2 separate regions of the Triticum aestivum genome follow, and region 2 is linked to region 1. Evidence: chromatin contacts called from public HiCAR-type data. All regions are on one chromosome and are shown on one strand. The core of a region is the stretch at or near the end of the contact, and the rest is flanking DNA. Distances in the headings are between cores, read along the strand shown. Region 1 has its middle 62 kb from the start of LOC123151195. Region 2 has its middle 110 kb from the start of LOC123151280.

Region 1 (4,317 bases), core at 1,199-3,698:
ACAGATAAACTTGCCATGTTTGACGCAATGTCAAAGTCCGAATAAGCCGTATGGACACTAGGGTACCTAAGTATATACATAGACATAGAATAAGCCATATACGACTACTATCGACAAAACCCTTAGCGGGTGGTGAATGAAATGACAAGTTGGGGGTCAACTCCAAGAACTGTGGCGCTCGCCCGTTTTACCCTCAAGGGTTTAACACCATTCAGTTCGGCATTACTCACTCAAAGCATGATGCCACTGTCATTGGCACCGAGCCCCAAATCATAGTTACATTGGCATCGGAAATCTATACGATACTAAATGGCTTAGTTTTTTCGATGCCAATATATCTTGTGTTAACGTAGCAAGTTTTGTCTCGGAATGGTTGGCTCTGAGAAAATGGGTTGGGTTTGATTAAAAATTGATAAACTTCCAAAAATGGTATTTTGTTTTCTGTCGTGTTTACTAATTTTGCTCATAAGATTTTGATATTGGTGTCCTCGTTGTTACCACATGAGATCATGAGATATTTCATGGTTATGCTTGCAAATTAAAGACATTGATGTATGCGTGGGCTTGATGCAAAGGTTACTCTACGCCAACGAAGTTTACACACAAATTGTTTTTGAATATGTTATGTCCCCTAGTGGACCAGGGCAGCTCCTATGTTAGCAGAGGTGAAGAGAGAAGTCTTTGGGCACCAGTAGACGCTTTCACTTTCAATGATCCCTTTTTCGTCGATCCAAGCCTCTTGAGTTCCGTCCGATCATGATACCTAGCCCCAAGCTGTAGAAGGTCCCTCAGAGGGTGTGTGTCTCTCTCCATTGGAGGATTTTATATGCTGGCCGTCCTTGAAAAATGACCAAGCTAGACTACCCTTGAGGTGGTAGGTAGGAGAGACATGGTAGTTAATTTGTGATCCACCAGTCCATGGTGGGATGAAATATGAAAGAGGGCGTTGTGCATGGTCCTAGTGTCTCTTCACATAATCTTCTTTTTTCTCTTGACACTTTATCTCTATATTTTCTCTTCTTTAACTTGTAGACCATGGTAAATTGCTTGGGGTTTTGCTAACTTGACTTTGACAATTCACAAAGCATATGCCATTTAGGACAGGGCGAGATCCTCATGTAAGATTTACAATTTGCGAAACATATTTTATGAAAATACCAGCGTTTTAAATAGCGGCGGGTCTTCAAATCAGCTATAACGAGCTATTTGTGAAGGCGGCCATTTAGCGGCACGCTGTTGAAAAGCTATAGCTGGCTATTTAAAACTATGGAAAATACTCTCATGGACAATACCCATTTAAGGTATTTGATTCATATCTTGTGGGCACACATGCATGGAATATTTGCTACTCCCTCCGTTCCTAAATATTTGTCTTTTTAGAGATATCAAATGGTTATCACATATGCGCGAGGATCCTCTACCGTTCGGCAGCCTGCCGTTCTACCACTGACATGTGGGCCTGTGGGAAACCTGGCCCACATGTCAGCGGCCCAACGTCACCTAGCGCACGGGAGAGGAGCCGTGTCCATCACATACGGATGTATATAGATATATTTTAGAGTGTAAATTCACTCATTTTACTTCGTATGTAGTCATTTGTTGAAATCTCTAGAAAGACAAATATTTAAGAACGGAGGGAGTAGTTTATGCTGCAAACATGACACGAGCAAAAAGAACCTGCGTGCAGAATTTGCATACCACGTATATGCTTTAGTGGTATCGATCAGTCACCTGCATGATTTTGTATCTATTGAAGCTGTTGCTGCACCTCTTCTTCAGAGCTGTAGCCGCCACTGGCCGGCAGGCTGATGTTCAAGTCAACAGTGCAATGCCGCTCCCCGCTCGTCGGTCTTCCCCCCAGCCCCGACCCCGCCGAGGAGCGGCAAACAGAGCATGGTGCTTCGATGGTCTTCACCGGGTACCATGTGATCTGTCGACGGCGTCGAGAGTACACTGCTGAGTATGACATCGACGGTCGACGACGGGGTGCACTGCTGACCCCAAAACCAGCAATGCAATGTGTAAACGAAGGTGGCTAGCTCTTGTCCCATGCAGAACTGCGGGCTCGTTGCCAACAGTTCAATTCAAACCGCTATTCAGTATAGCTAGCAGCTAATCAGCTAACACTGCAGAACCCACGGAGGGTCCACTTTTTTTTCTACGGTCAAGGCACGGCCCGTCAGCTACCACACCAGAGGTCGAGAGCCAGCGAGAGATCCCGTGGATGTTCAGTATGCTAGTAGACGCTACGTTAGGGACGCGCTAATCTGCGTCGGGAGCTTTGAACATGGGGCACGCAAAGGTCAAGGTCACCACGGAGACCGCGAGCGACAGGTTTCACGGGCAGAATTCAGAAAGGCCACACGCGCGCGCACACACCTGCCCTCTACTTTTGTTAAGGTTTAGGGCACGTCATTTCATCGTGTATACGTCGTAGCCACGCCTGCTACGGCGCTACGCGTCAGAGCATCACACAGAATGGCCATAGAATACCGATCCCGCGAGGCGGCGACCGGTGCGACGTGACTGTTTTCTTCAGATAACCTCCGAGATTTGGCGACTGATGATTGATTTAATCGTTCAAACTAGAGGGATTTAATCAGTCGCGGTCTGCTGGTGCGTATGACGCCAGATCATCATGCATTCATGCATTTTAATCGAATCAATCTAAGAGAGCAGCCCGTGCGCGCGTGAAAGTTCAGGTGCAGCGACCGCTCTCTAAATAAATCAGTCAGAGACGTCGCGTCCGCGGTGCGTGGCAGCTAGCGTGGGTCTCGTCAGAGAGGCCATGTGCACACGCAGGCTTCGCTTTCGTGACGAGCTCCAAAGTCGCAGGTGTTCTCGTCCCGGTTCTCACTCGTACCAATGGCCGATCAGGTTTTGTTATCGTCGTGTACCGGACCGGGGCTTATAATTAGCTTGAGCGATGTGACGGCGACACTGGCGATGATCCAGGTTAGCGTGTGCACAGACGCGGCGTCGCTGGTTGTCGTCGACGGCTAAAGGAAGACGGCAACGGAGCGTGCGTGCCGTTGGCTGTCCCGTTGGAATCTACGGCTGGACGGGGACATAAGCAGACAAGGAGTTTTGTGCTTGCTTAGAGCATCTACAGCCGGTACCCGCCTTAAACGTTTGGGTGTGGATGGTCCGGTCACTGACACTTATAAAATTGTCAACGGGCTTCTCAAAAGGACCTCAAACGCCGGGCTAATCAGCACCCTTCATATTCGGTCTAAATATGAAACGGATATAGGGCACCAGGAAGCCCGGGCGCGTCCGTCACGTCGGACTAACGATAGGGCCTCACACGTAATCGCTTGGAAATTCGACGGCCCAATGAACGTCTCCTCCGATAACTGTGTGAACGCAGCCTGGCGCCGCTCTGGCTCGTCGCCCGAGGCCAAATCCGGCTATTTAAGTCGGCCGGTGTATCTCTAGCCACATTCGCCTTCTCCATCTATGTGCGGCCAGCCCGAGCGCATCCACCTACTGTCTCCCGCTCCGTCGCTTTTCCCACGCTCTCCGGCCTCGCCATGGTTCGGCAAAAGATAACCACGTACGTTATGCTCACATCGGAGCGACGGTACCAGATCGAGTAGGAGATCCGGGTGTGGCGCAGCGTGCACGCCGCCCGTATCACCGTTGAGCTACCTCCAGACTCGCCGGGGCCGGAGGAGGAGGAAGCGGGAGAGGAGGGGGGAGAGGAGCAACAACCGGCTTCCATAGTGGTGGCGGATCCGGAAAAGGACGAGGCGGAGTGGCCGGAGCAGGAGCTGGCGACGGGCTTCAACATGGAGGACGCGAAGGCGAAGTTCGCAGTCGCCCAAGCGTTCCGAGATGGTGGAGCAGCAGGCCATCCTGAAGTTCATCGAGGAAAAGGCCTATGTGGAGGCCAACCGACAGTTCATCCAGTAGGAATGGGTGGCGACAGACGCGCTCTTCAACAATCTCGACACGTAGATATAGGCGGAGGGCGACGCGGAGCAGCCAAAGGAGCCATTGGAGCCGAAGCTATGACTGTCGCCCCTTTTGCAATTCCGTGAATGCAAACAAAATGGGTGTGGTTTCTCATTCACGGAATTGCAAATGCATATAGGAATAGAAGAAAGAACGTAGGGTACGATGGCATGCCCACTCCAGTAACGCACTAATTTTGTTTGCATTAAACTGGATTGATTTCAACACAAGTAAAGCAAACAATTCTTTCCAAGATATGTGAGCCGATGGGAACGGCTCCGTGGATTTTTTTTTAAAGGAGGAAAGATTTCCAATCTCTGCATCAGAACGATGCATGTGGCCATTTTATTAGAAGTTCAG
Region 2 (4,317 bases), core at 661-3,160, 180 kb before region 1:
AGGGTGATAAGGTTTTTGGGGAGCGCTCAGCGCGACTACTGGCTGCTTCATCACGGACGATCCGGTCGCCGACGACTACTTCCCCGACGACGACTTCTTCCCCGACGTCCACGACCTCCTCGACGACATGGCAGGCGAGGACACCGACCCCAAGTCCAACGCTTCTGCTGCTGCTGTCCCATACGTGTTCTTATCTTTCCTGTTAAAGGTTCTGCCGCAGTTCCTTGTTCTAGTCCATGTCCTACACATGATAGGTTCTACTTCATATATGCTACTTGCTATACTGTCTGCTTTAGATATGATAGGCTACGGTTCATATATGCAGAAGCTATTTACCTTCTCTCTGTCAGAACGCGTGACTTGTTTTATCTCTACTATATTAGTCATGCTTTATCTACTATTTTTGTTAATAAAATCATTTGGTAAATTGATCATATTTCCAACACCCAGTTCCTCCCGGACAACGTTGGGTGCTCGTGCCCGCGTGAAGCCAGCGGGTGGGGATGTCAGAGTCGGAGGCAAAAGTCTCCTGTTGTGAGAGGCAGCAGGTCGTGCAGAGGGCGGTGGAGACCGACTCCTCCCGCACACGTTCGAGATCCGCACCTTTCGACCTAGATGAGTTGCTCCTGTGCGTTGTCCTGCGCCCGTCGTTGACCGCGGTGGAGACGGGCGCGAGGCACGTCCGCTGCAAGAACGCGAAGGCACTCCAGCTCATCATCGAAAAATCGGAGCGCCTCGTGATGCAGAAGGAGACTGCCAAGGTCAAGGCGACACGGCATGCGAATGAGCAGACCCGCTTTGTCTGACATCTCGCCCACATCATCTCGTCGTCGTCGAACAGCGGCATGATGAGCATGGACGACGACGCACCTCCCATCGCGGATGCTTACACGGAGGACTACTGCCGCCGCTCAGGTGACTGCAAGGAGAAGGGCCCGACAAGGAAATGATGATGTCGGTCGCCCCGGTTCGTCGATCTAGTTTATTTTGTATCTAGTTGATCTGTTTGGTGATAATGTCCGATAAACTTTGTCTATTGGGCCGGATTTTAGGGAGGATGTTTAAGGAGCACGGCTGTGGGCGGGGACATATTGGCGGTAACCGGGCACTGACCTGTCTGCACACGTACATGGGTCATATTTGGCAATCCTGATTGTAGATGCTCTAACTGATCGTCCGGCAGCTCATCTGTACGTTGAACCTCTGCACCACGATCAACCCGATGTACTGTCGCCGTCCGCCTGTGAAGATCTCGCAGGAAAATAAGACTGCCCACCACTGACCAGAAAGTGGCTGCAGAAGCCGAGCTCCATTGCTCTTGATATTTGAATTTTTTGAAAAACACACTTTCAATGCTCAAAAAAATCTGAAAACAAATATGTGAATACGTACACATATTTCTAAGGACTGGTAGAAATCTAAAGAAGAAATACTTTGTATTTTGGGAAATACAAAAAAGAGAAATTTCTGACAAAAATGGCATCTTTTTTCTCCTATATATTGTCAGAAATTTGTTTTTTTTCTAGAGTCCAAAACAAAACGAGATTTGTACCGAAACTTGCAACGGGTATTCGGAATGTGTATATGCATCCTGGGAAATAATTTCATATTTTTTGAAATTTCAAAAATACGAATTTGAAAAAGTCAAATATAGAGAGCACTGGTGCTCGGGCGCTGCAACGCTCTTCCTCACCACTGACCCCCAAACAAGCAATGCAACTATGCAAGCGAAGGGTCCCATGCAGCACTGCAGTCTCGCAATCGGGTCAAACAAACAGCTATTCAGCCTAGCTAGCAGCTAATCAGCTAGTATCACATTCATATGACGCACACACTACGGAGGGTCCACTTTTTCCCCACGGTCAAAGCTCAACCCGTCAGCATAGCCGGTGCGCACGCACACCAGAGGTCCAGAGCCCGCGAGAGATCTCCGTCATGTCCACAGTTCAGTATGCTAGTAGCTAGGACGACGATGCATCCTGTACGCGCTAACCTGCGTCGACAGCTTTGAACATGGACCACGCAAGGCTGCAAAGGTCAAGGTCGCCACTGAGACCGCGAGCGACAGGTCCCACGGGCGGAATTCTGAAAGCCACACGCGCGCGCGCACACACCTTCCCTCTAATTTTCTTAAGGTTCAGGGCACGTCATGCCGTCGTGTACGCCGTCGCCACGCATGGTCCGCGTCAGAACAGCACACAGAATGAGTATACAATGGCGATCCGGCGAGGCGGCGACCGGTGCGACGTGACCGTTTTCTTCTTCAGTAAATAAACAACGGACTGGTCAGTTCGGCGTTCATTGTTAACGCCGTTTTACACCGGATAAGATCGGAGATTCGGCGAATGATGACTGGTTTAATCGGTCAGAAAAAGAAGATTTAATCAGTCACGGTTTCCTGGTGCGTATGACGCCAGATTATCATGCATACAGTACATTTTAATTAAATCGATTAATCAAAGAGAGTAGTGCGTGCGCGCGTGAAAGTTCAGTTGCAGTTGCAGGTGCAGGTGCAGCGACCGCTCTCTAAATAACTCAGTCAGAGACGTCGCGTCCGCGGTGCGTGGAAGCTAGCGCGGGTCTCGTCAGAGAGGCCATGCGCACACGCAGGCTTCGCTTTCGTGACGAGCTCCAAAGTCGCAGGTGTTCTCCACCCGGTTCTCACTCGTGCCGATCGGAGATCGGGTTTATTTCTATTATCGTCGTGTACCGGGCCGGGGCTTATACTTTAATGATCTATACGTTCTTATTACGGAGGGAGTGATTAGCTTGACCGATGTGACGGCGACACTGGCAATGATCGAAGATAGCGTGTGCACGGACGAGAGGAAGATGGCTCTCGTCGACGGCCACGGGAGAGGACAACGGAGCGTGCGTGCCGCTGGTCGTCCCGTTGAATCTGCGGCTGGACGGAGACACAAGCAGACAAGAAGTTTTGTGCTTTATTTGCTAGGAATCTAGGATCGACTATGCTTTCGTTTGCCTCGAGGAGAACGAACCGGACTCGTCTCAACATCTTCTGGAACGCCGATCCCTAATAGCATTTTCAGCCATTGGCCATTTTCAGCCGTTGGCCCCTCAGTAGGCGCTAAAAATCGTCCTCAGAGTACGCACCGGCGCAAAACGCGCGCGGGGGACGTGATGCCATCCAGTCGCAGCTTCACGGGATTTTTTTGAACGGCGCAAACACGGCGAGTTCATGCATTTCGGCGACTTCAAACCAAATTCGACCAAACACGGCACAAACACGTCCGCTCATACATATTTAAAATATTTTACAAAAAGAAGAAAACACACTACTAGGCCAGCCCGCCGTCTCGCTCGCCTCACCACTCCTCGCCAGCCGCCGCCCTTACAGTTCAACATGCCGAGGAGGCTGTAGAACCGCATGTAGTCGTCGTCGTCGTCGTCGTCGCCGCCGCCGCCTCCGTCGTGGTCGCAGTCCCTACTGCAACCCTCCCCTGGTTGGCGCGACGGGTTGGACGGTCCGGCGGCGTCCTCATCGTCGTCGCTGTCGAGGATCACGACGCCGTGCTCGTCCTCGCGCCCACGCTTGCGGGCGGCGATCTCCTCCAGGGCCCGGGTCTGCCGGGTCATCTCAGTCCGGAGGTAGTCGTCGCGTGCCCAGCGCAGGGCGTCCGCGTCGGAGAAGCCGTGTCGGGCTATCTCCTCGTACTCCGAGGGGAGACTGGGCTCCGGTTTGGGCGCGACGAGGACGAGGCGCCCGGAAGCGGGGGTGGAGTCGGCGATGCGGATACCGGAGCTGCGGGTGCACCGGCTGACAGGTGTGTCCTGGGGCTCCGGCTTGATGGGGCAGAGGCAGGGAGAGCCGGTCGACCGACCGGACGAGGAGGAGGACGCCCCGGGGTCCATGCGCCTCGGCGTCCACGAGCTCCCACGGCGGCGAGAGAAGGACGGCGGGGAGGGGTATTCCAGCCTCGGCGTGTTGCCGCCCTCGATGTACTCAAGGACGGCCTCCAGCGTGCGGCCTGGCACGCCCCACCATCGGCGCCGCCCCTCGGAGTTGAGCCTGCCGGAGGGCACGACGCCGTTGGTGGCCTCGAGCTGCTCGGCATGACGGCGGCGGAAGTACAACTCCCAGAGCAGGCTGTCGGGGACGTAGCGCGGCCCCTCCCTCGCCGCCCGCGGTAGAGAGGTGCGGATACGCGCGATCTCCGCACGTCGCGCCGCCCCGGTGGGCGGTGGTGGCACCGGGACTCAGCCGGCGCTGATTCTCCACGCCCCGGGCACCCGCATGTCCGGCAGGACCGGGTACTCGGCCTCGAAGAGAAGCCGAGTTTCTTCCCCGTGAAGGTG

What was found. HiCAR-type assays count read pairs that join an accessible place to other places.
Region 2: a HiCAR-type map of leaf shows a contact between it and region 1, with 3 times the contacts expected there. The contact joins two enhancer-like sites. A contact is called at or near these places in 1 of 5 Hi-C or Micro-C datasets (leaf) and 1 of 1 datasets of contacts at active chromatin or transcription factors (leaf).

The regions. Positions count from the first base shown.
Region 1 is chr1A:473,431,127-473,435,443 of IWGSC CS RefSeq v2.1, reverse strand. No RefSeq gene overlaps it. Among protein-coding and RNA genes, the nearest start is that of LOC123151195, 62 kb to the right of the region's middle. Within about 2 kb of position 2,448, at least 2 of the 8 cell types and tissues checked have an H3K27ac peak or open chromatin away from gene starts, as enhancers often do. A contact at or near this core is called in leaf, where this site is marked.
Region 2 is chr1A:473,607,219-473,611,535 of IWGSC CS RefSeq v2.1, reverse strand. No RefSeq gene overlaps it. Among protein-coding and RNA genes, the nearest start is that of LOC123151280, 110 kb to the left of the region's middle. Within about 2 kb of position 1,910, at least 2 of the 8 cell types and tissues checked have an H3K27ac peak or open chromatin away from gene starts, as enhancers often do. A contact at or near this core is called in leaf, where this site is marked.